Regions from separate parts of the Mus musculus genome. Here region 1 is linked to region 2. A link is a contact called in public promoter capture Hi-C data. All regions are on one chromosome and are shown on one strand. The core of a region is the stretch at or near the end of the contact, and the rest is flanking DNA. Distances in the headings are between cores, read along the strand shown.

Evidence for each region. Promoter capture Hi-C pulls out the DNA fragments that hold promoters and counts their contacts.
Region 1: a promoter capture Hi-C map of the HPC-7 cell line shows a contact between it and region 2. The contact joins the enhancer-like site here to the promoter of Plscr2 in region 2. A contact is called at or near these places in 11 of 39 promoter capture datasets (the 3T3-L1 cell line, 3T3-L1-derived adipocytes, the C10 cell line and 7 more), 2 of 15 datasets of contacts at CTCF or cohesin (CD8 T cells and the G1E-ER4 cell line), 20 of 484 Hi-C or Micro-C datasets (the 63-12 cell line, the AML12 cell line, the Ba/F3 cell line and 15 more), 7 of 115 datasets of contacts at active chromatin or transcription factors (CD8 T cells, the HPC-7 cell line, bone marrow-derived dendritic cells and 4 more) and 4 of 9 other capture datasets (adipose tissue, liver, macrophages and 1 more).

The regions. Positions count from the first base shown.
Region 1 is chr9:92,372,745-92,377,733 of GRCm38.p6, reverse strand. No RefSeq gene overlaps it. Among named protein-coding and RNA genes, the nearest start is that of 1700057G04Rik, 66 kb to the right of the region's middle. Within about 2 kb of position 2,938, at least 88 of the 459 cell types and tissues checked have an H3K27ac peak or open chromatin away from gene starts, as enhancers often do. A contact at or near this core is called in the 63-12 cell line, the AML12 cell line, the Ba/F3 cell line and 11 more, where this site is marked.
Region 2 is chr9:92,274,014-92,278,719 of GRCm38.p6, reverse strand. It overlaps Plscr2 (phospholipid scramblase 2), which reads right to left and starts at 3,118. Exons shown (of 8, transcript NM_008880.3): 1 at 2,707-3,118.

The sequences.
Region 1 (4,989 bases), core at 1,689-4,188, 99 kb before region 2:
ACTGTAATTATAAAACCTTAAAAACAGAATTCTGAGGATCAGACCATCAAGAGTCCAACTCCCAAGGAAATAAGAACGATTGTTTTACTACTTACAAAATCATCAAAGTAACATTATAGAGAACAAGAACATTTTTACATATACATTTTCTTTCATTGAATATATTTATTTCAGAAAATTGGAGAAGAGAGAAAAGTTATATTGTTCCGGTCCAAAAAAAAAAAAAGAAAAAAGAAAAACTAACATAAATATTGTGTTTCAAATTCTTCCTATCCACAATCACTTGATATCATTACATCTTTATATTTTTTCTATTTTCACTGTGGCATACAATAGTGCAAAGGTTCAATCATGGTATATGGTCCTGGCTGGCCATGTAGCCTAGGCTGACCTCTTACTCACAGCAACCTTCATTCTTTATCCTTTTGAGCACAGGCATTGCAAGTGCTTTGGTACCCCTGGCTGCTAGCCATTTCCTTTGTGGTCCCACCCCCCTTTTTTTAAATGTGTTTTGGAAATGTGTTCTTATCTTTATCACTTAATTTGAATTACTTTTAGGTGGACTGTACATTTATGTCTGAAATTTGTTTTTTTTTTTTTTTTTTTAGTCTTCTCGTGTAAAAGTTATTTGTTAGGATAGAAATTTTGCTTCTTGATCAGATGTGTAGCCTGCATTCTACCTCTGTTATTTGCTTTTTAATACTTGGTGTTATGACTTGTTTGGAAGTGGAGACATAGAAAAGATCGGAATGGAGGACTATGCTGCTCTAGGAAGTACACACTTCAAATGACCTTTGGAAGCCATACGCTGTCTCCAGCTGCCCACTGATCCAAGGTGCCCTTCTCTGTGCTTGTTTTGTATTTACCCTTTGATTTACTTTTTGTGTTAGCTAATCTGCATTAGCTCATTCATTTTCTAGTTTTCTTCAATAGCATTTTCAACTATACCTTCTTTCTCTTTAGGTGTGCATCACAATTATGAAAGGTAATAATTGGATTATTATATATTTTGATTTTTAAAATTAAGTCCTTTTAATTCCTAAAATACTTACGTGTTTCTATATGTAGAAAACATTTAAAACGTTAATCTTTATTTAACTTTTAATATAGTCTGTGACAACCAATATATGAGTGGTACCAGTTCCCTAGAGTTTATGGTGACATGCTTCTTCTTGGCTCTTTATAAGACACACACACACACACACACACACACATTATATATATACATTGTGCGTTGAAAAATAATTAATTATTTTCTGCTATCTAGCTGTGTTTGGTATAAAATTCTACATATGCTCCCTAAGTCAGTATTGTTGACTTTGATGTTCAAATTTAATAATAATTTGAACATGTGATATTATAATTTGATTATTTTAGCTCTTTTATCTGATGAAAGTTAAAGATGTCATAAAATTTCTAACTACGTTGATGACCTTGTCATCTTCCAACATCTATTGTCATAGTGTGAGGAGGTCTTAGGGACATGCTCATTTAAAATTGCTCTCAATTCTTGTTTCAATAGAATGTTTACCATAAGAACTCTAATGTCATGACTGTGCTTAAATGCTCTTCTTTCGTCTAATATCTATTCTTGTTCCACCGACTACTTTAGTTTTATTTTTTGTCTTATATTTTGCTACCATATTCTTCCTTTAAATTTTTTTATCATATTTTAGGCACTCCTGATAAAGCACCTATGTATTAAAAAAAATGCTGGGAGCAGGAAGGCAGAGAGCACAGAAGCCAAGAACATGTGTTGCCTTTTAAAAGAACCAGGGCTGGAATCCCAGCGTCAACATGGTGACTCACAACCGTCTGTAACTCAGTTCCAGAGCATCTGATACCCTCCTCTGATTTGCAAAGGCACCAGACACACACATTTTACACATATATACAGGCAGCCAAAATACTCATAAGCATAGAATGAAGCCCATTAAAAAACAATTCTAAAACCTCGAGTGAGAATAAAAATCACAGCGTGAGTAAATGGGGAGGTCATGAAGTCCCGCCCCACCCCACCCCACTCCCCACCCCACCCCCACGAGCTCTGGCTGAAGAGTTAGTTGCAATGAAGTTTCTGGGAGAGGGGAGGTCCACTTTTTTCAAGGTTGTCTTTTAGACGCTTCCAATGGTCCAGTAGATGGCTCCACAACCATGTACATACCCGCAACACTAAGGTTTTAAAAAAGAACACATGAAATTGGGCGAGAATAGCAGTGGGGGGCATAGGGAAGAGACCGGGTGGAGGAAAGAAAGGGGGTTCTTGATTAAAACACATTATAAGCACACACGAAATGTTCAAAACACAAAAATTTAACAATCTAACAATTGCTATCCAAAGCCAATAATAGTTCCACAGCCAATGCTATTAGAGCCTTGGCCTTTAGAAGGCAATTAGAATCTGAGTCTCAACCTCCCCCCCCCCCACACACACACACAAAGAATGGGACAAAACTCTAAAATCCACCCCCAGTAGTCTGGCTAATTGTCCTTCCCACTCATGATGCCATGGGAGGACCTCCAGTTTGCTGTCACCAGGAGCCGTCATTTTTATGATGCTGCTGGGGAAGGAAATGCTGAGCTTCTGCTATAAAGTGCCCACTCGCCTACCGTAATCTTGTACTTTCAAAGATAGCCTGACCTCTTCCTCTCTGAACAGTTACGTAAGTGTCTGGTCAGTCAAGAGATAAAATGTAAGCTGAAATAGGAAACATGTGTTAAAGGTGCAAGAGCATGTGGTTATGCTAGGAAAGTATTATGAAGCCAATGGGGGGGGTGCCAAAGGGCATAGTACACTGTGAGAACCGGGGGAGAGGAAAAGAGGGAGGGTGAAGGGATGAAGGAGTGGGGGAAGGGAGGGAAGACAGAGACTGGATAATGTGTTAAGTACAAAGGCCAGCATTCAGAGTTGCTGGAGAGAGTGTGGTAGCAGCTGCCAATGGTCGACAAGCTAACTAAACCACATGAATGTGCACTTGGCACACAAGACGACAAATCTTTGCACCATAGGCAAGCCCTTCCTGAGACTGGCATACAATTAGACTTTAGCTTCCACTGTGGGGTACGAGGCCTAGAAGATGTCACACCCATATAAAAGGGACTAGAGGAAAACAACCTTTAATGTAAGTATGTCATACATTATGGGGGCACCGTAAAGACGCCAGTGAAAAGGAGGAATCTCCCCCCAGTTCCTCCTGCCCCTGCAGCATGGCTGATAAACTGTGTTTGTGTCAAACAATTTTCACTAGAGTTTTTCCCTAGCACTACATTGGGCCTGGAGAGCCCCTACAGAACCTTGTAGCCCTGGCCCTCAACCATCCCATGAACTACTCCTTATGTGTTAATGTCTATTCTAGCTGTACTTGGTCTGTGCTTATAAGGTTTACCTGTATATATGAGGTTTAGCTTCTATTACTCTCCCTACCTGGACACATGGTTGAAGATCCCCTAGGTACATGACTGAACACAGTCTATGGAATACTTAGAATAAAATATGGTCTCTTCTCTCTCCTCTCCCCTTCCTTCTCTTCCCTTCATCACTCCTTCTCTCCCCACCTCCTCCCTCTGCTACCTGCTTCTCCTCTCCCCCTGCTCCTCCTCTGCTGGTATGCTGTGCCCTTTCTTATCTTTGTCTTTATAGCTTCATAATACTTTCCTATGACAACCTCATGGTTCTTTATAATGTCTTTCCTGTTTTTGACTACACTGAGATTTATTATCTTGATTGCAGAGAGGCAGGCTTAACAGCCGTAACTGGAGTAAAACTTTCACCCACGTAGTACTGTAGCAGCAGAGCTCTTCCGCCAGAAAGAAATTTCAAGGACACCGTGAATTTTAGGAGCTCCTAAGGAACAACAGTGCTGGGATACAAAACCTCTGGCAGCCAGCAGCAGTCAACCTAGGGAAATTTTCTGCAGATGCTAGGTGATGCAAGAACTAAGGCTATGGAGAGGTCAACACTCCTGACAGCACAGGAAATTCTACTTTTCAAGGCATTGACAACATTTGTTACCATCTCCTGAAATTAAGTATCTTTTTAAATAGAAAAAAAATCAATTGAAGAAGAATTAGTATTTCAAAGGAATAAAGCAGAGCTCTTTAAATGCACAGGTAATCAAATAAAAATGTATACCTATGTCATTAAGTTCTTTTTATGAGAAGTGAAAAAGATTAAAATCCAATGATAAAATTTCAATATAATACCCTGAAAACAGTTATAGAGGAAAAAATAATAGAGTAGAAAGAAATCACTAAAATTTGTGCTGAACAGCAACAAGTAGAAAATAAGTGAAGCAAGAACCAATTATCTAAAAAAAAAAAAAATCAATACATTCTATTAAAGTAAGCATGAAAAAACCCTAAATTCTAGAAATGATAAAGAGGTTATTATTGCATATGTTCTAAACGCATGAACAGCAAATACGCCAACAATGTTATACAATGAAAACAGAAATATACAGTGAAACTATTTGTAAATGCAAATTGTAGAAACATGCTTACCTGAAAAACCTGTAGCGGGAATTTTGGTATCTTTAAAATTCCCAATTATTTTATGTGAATGTTTTTGTTTTAATCCAAGGTGTGGGATCTGGGTTGTTTCAGTTTGTCTACAACCATTAACTATAATTGGCTCTAAGGGAGCATGATTTTTGCCAGCTGCAGATAGTTTAATTCTGGGGAGGCTGGAGAGAGTTTAAATGTGAGAGCCCTGAGAGGACCTGCTGCTCCCCCTGCTCCTGGTTGCTGTTATTGAGGATTGAAGAAAAGAAGTTGGAGGTATCCTGAAGAGGAGGATTGGAGTTGCCAGGAACCCAATTCAGGGGCATTAATTAGCAGGAAGTAGTCTAAAGAGATCTATGTCCCCTTATCCCTCTAACCTTCTTTCTCTCCTACCTAGTGTTGGGGGACCTGGAAGGGATGAGGGTGAAATAAGGGTTGAAGGGTGAGAGATATAATAACCCAGAAAAGTAGCTAAAACAAATATGCCAA
Region 2 (4,706 bases), core at 1,869-4,368:
TGTGTGTAAAGTTTTAATCTTCCCCAATTTTTAATAAGACATCATTCTTCATTGATACTGCTTGGCTAATGAAGGTTCTGAAAACTTCCAACAAATGTTAACAACAATTCAAAGATGACTGACCATTATTTTCACTTTGCCTCTTTGTCAGAAAAGTACACCTAATGGCAAATCATCAATGACTTCTATAAGGAATATAGGCAAGTTTTCCTTATTTTATATTAAAATTTTCAAATTTTAATTTTTTATTTTCAGTTGAGTTAACAGTTGAATTAAGATTATAACGTTTGTACTGTAGATCTATACATATGTACGGTAATATTTCTTGTCTAGTTTTAAGAAGATCTCATCTTTTGGCTTGACTAACTGAGAAATCTAATGCAAATTAGGACCCAAGAGCATGCTGGGAAGTTGGAAATATGTAAAAAAGAAATGCTGTGTGTCAGGTGGATCTTAAGTCGTTGGTGGTCTCTGCCCTATATGCACCTAATGGGAATAAATGAGGGTTACATTTCCAAGTGGCAACCGCCCACTCTTTACACAGAACAGATTCTAAAATATGTTCACTGATGCACGTTCCTGCTCCCTTCTTCCTACCCTGTTACTTTACTATGAGTCTTAACATAAGAGAGTCAGGAGGAGCACCTATTGACAAAGGGCTGCAGAAAAGAGCCGAGTGCCTTTATTTGGTCACTTCATTATCCCTGCGAACCCTCCCTGGACAAGCCTGTGCTTCCTTCCTCACTGTTCCAGATCATCTGCTTTCCTCCACATAACAGATACTAAACCGATGAGGTAAAAGTAACTATTGATAACATTTAGCTCCCTAGTCACACGAACTAAAATGATTAAAATCCTTTGTGCTTATTTGCTCAGTTCACCAGAAGACACACACACACAAAACAAACTACATCCATCAAGTTTTAGGGAGATTCTTAGCAACTTCAATCAAGGCATCTTTCTTATGAAGGACAGAACAGCCTTTTAATTGGATCTGTTCTCCTGGCCATGTTAATTCTCCTAAGGTAAGAAACAATTTTAAGTGTTTAATAAAACAAAATTTAGAATAATAAACAAACATTAAATAATTAAATATAAATAAATAAATAATAAAAACTGTTTATTTTAATTAACACCCAGACATTCAAGCTGAGTGATATTAATCATAAATTGTAGAGAATGGGCATGCACACACATATTTATACAAACATTTCTTATTTAAGTATTTAAATATTTGACATAATAAAAGCCAACTGTCACCTAGTCCTTTATGGTAGCAGCAGCTACTCTAACAACCTATACTAATTGATGTAAAATCAATTTAACCTATTAGGTCTTGTACTAGACTTTAACTTGTATTCGTAATAGAATTTGTTGCGTAATTTGTAAGAGTAGCTGAAACAGTATACATGGAGACTGGTCCAGAGTCTGCGGATGTGAAGGAGTTGAGAGAGGGTCACACTCAGGCAGCCTGAGTGGGCAGTGTGGGCACACACAGTCTGCTCTGTCTTTTCTGAGCTCTTGGTACTATAAAATGCCAAGCCTAGTTTGGGTTCCAATTAATACTTATCCTTCAATAGCTAGCAGGCTTTGTGATATGTTTCTCTAATCCCCCTCCTCGATGGCCTTGATTAAGGATTGCACTTAACTGTGAAATGGTATTATTAAGTTGAACTGGGGCCTCATGTGATCTTTTCAGACAGGATGTGGTATGGGATGCTAGGTAGGAGAAAAATAAGTAGAAAAGAGCCATCTACTACTTCCCAGGTATTATTTATGGCATATGCAACTCCATTATCTTCTCATTTGGTATCATAAGTGGCATAGCTCCTGGCTTAAAGCACCCTGTACAAATGGTATAGACTCTGGCCAGGGGGATAACAAGCAGAGGCATAAGGTAATAGCAGTCACTAGACCAGAAATGATATTCGTAAAAGGTTAATAAAATATGCTGCAAGAAAGAGGCAAGCAGACTCTCAAAACACCCTCTTAAAAGGGAATGTGTGTCTAACTAAAACCGATAAGAACAATTACTGGCCTTAACGCTCCTGCTTTGTCTATAGATATGCGGGTACTCCACTTGCTTGTTAAATAATATGGTTTATAGCTATAACTGTCTTTTGAGAGTGGCCCTTGGAGGTGAGCTATCTGGGCCAAGTTACTCTTGAACGTATGTGTGAGACCTCCCAGGTACTGGTTCCAACTGCCAGCTGTCAAAGTCTGATTACTCAGTCATGAGGAGTCGCTGTACTTTCGGCCTCTTTGTGTCTAAAATTAACGGGGTTGTTTGTTTGTTTTACAAAAGTACAAGAGGTGCCTCTGACCTCCAATAAGTTAAGAGCCTTCTCCTAATAAAACAGGAAATTTTGTTTACAACCAAGAGGCTTGAAATGGAAAGAAATAGAACACATAAAGGCAATATCCACTGGACAAGTGAATAACTGGCTGGCTGCTTGTTACAAGATACAGGAAAATAACCCGAAACTCCTACCTGCCCACAGACAAACCTGACTGAACTACATTTTACCTCTCCAGGCAGAGGTACTTCCCTTGCCCGTGTGCCCACCTCCCCTTCCCAGTCACCTTCTTGGTCACCTTTCCTAACTTCCAGCTTAAATCTCCACCCTCAGATTTCTCTTCGCAGGGCTTATAAAAGTTCTGGGTCCGGTGAAGGTCATGGATCTCTTTAGAGGGCATCTGGCTTACCTTTCTCATGCAGCTCCAAGTGAGGCGAATTCCTAGAATCCTAGCACCAGCAGCGACTCAGCTCTCCAGACTCCTCTCAGAAAGGCATAGGTGCTGCACTACTCCACTAGACTAAAGTCAGGGAGAAAAAGCACCTGGACTTTGAGGCAGTTTAGGTTTTGTTTCCTGAGTCTTTAGATTTCCTTTTCCTGACTGGAAAGATACGCAACCAAATTGAAACCCTGTCTGAGTTCTAAGTCCTTTGAGAATTGTTAGCTGCTCCTGGCAGAGGCTCTCAGTAGAAATGAATATCTGGTCTGTGCACAGTTCTGGAACGCCAAAGGAACACTTACTGGCATTCCCTTTACTCTGACCTCCACTGCATTCTTCAAATGCTGGCACTGATTCAAAAGGAGACTCAGGAATGCTTTCCCTTCCTTCTTGTTTTGTTTTGTTTTGTTTTGTGTTAGGAGAGTCAGAGTGCATATCCCGATAGTTCTCAAATGCCTAACTTCTTCTACTGAGTACCAGCAGGAGCCGGTAGGACCACCAATATTATTTTTCCTTATTATATTTTTGTCACAATCTTGGGACAGTTGTTCACATTCAGGTGAATGAGCCTCTTTGAGACGGAGTCTCCCTATGACTGTTATGGGTCTGGGGTCACTCCGAGATTCACCACCACCACAGGTAAGTTTTAATAAGAGGCTTTATTAAATACTGCCACTCGATATTCATGGCACCAGAACGGCAACCCAGAGTGCTCTCCAGATGCAACAGCTAGTCATATCAAGCCAAACCCACAAGACTGCTTGTGTTTTGTCTACCTGGAGGCAGAGTCTAATTTTAACATATATGTCTTGTAGATGTTCTAGTCATTGAGAAGAGTATGCAAGCTTGAGTACAAAAGCTGGAAATAGTCTCTTTAGTAGGTCTCAAACCAGAGACAAAGGGCTGAGTTCCATTAACATATGAAATTGAATGCTGGCTACCTGGTTCTCCCTGCATCCCTCACTCCCTACCCGTTTCAGGGCCTGACTGCCATATTTGGTTTGGTACCCTAAATTCTCCTCCAGCCAACAGGCTGGGCTGCTCTTCCCTATAAAATCCAATCATGTAAGTTACCTGGATGTTTTTTTGGTTTGCCTTGCTTTTTGTTTGGTTTGTGGTTGTTGTTTTTTAGGTGTTTTCCTTGTTTGTTTGGTTTGTTGTTGTTGTTTTGTTTTGTTTTTTGGTCTATCCTTTACCCTCTTGGCCAGTCTCTTGTCCCCGGCTATCCCCTCCTTAGTTGGCAGACCATCTCTTATCTCCCTTCTACTGCCTTCCTCTTCCCCTCCCCTCTCCTCACATGGCCCAGCTCAGCCTGTCTGTGTGGTGCACTCTGGACTCTCCCTTTTCAGTGCTTTCGTGACCTCTCAACCACAGTAAAGTCTAAACTTTAAGTGTACTTGTTAATCATCAGACACCTCACTTCCTGAGTTCGCTTTTCTTTCACACAAAGCTGGACTGTTTCTCCTGCCTCCCTTCACTGCTCCCCACAAAATGACTACAGAATTTTTAAAAACTCCTCAACAGATAAAAATTCTAGAGAGGGACTAGTAGAGCTCCTGATAGGCAGACAAAGGGGGGGGGGGAGCGGGGGAGCCATGACTACATAATGAAAGGCTTCTTCCTCACCCTTGATCAGAGGTGAAAACCAGTCAGCCTAAACCAAGGGCCTCAAAGAGGGTTTCTCCTCTCCTTAGCCTCTCATCCCCTCACCCCTGCTGATGGATTCTCTGGACAAGTTCACCAGATCAGATCAGGCCATGTTTATATAACAGTTGTGGACCGATCCACCATCCTGTCTATCTTTAAAATGACAAGCCCTGAACTAGGGGAGGAAGACTCTTCAGGGGAAAAAAAAAAAAACCAAACAACAAAAACGAGCTCTTGAGAAAAGTGGGTTTTCAACTTGGGCATCCCCTTCCCCTCCTGCTTTTCCAGGGTCTTTTCTTTCCTCTGTGTGTCTGCTCCAAATC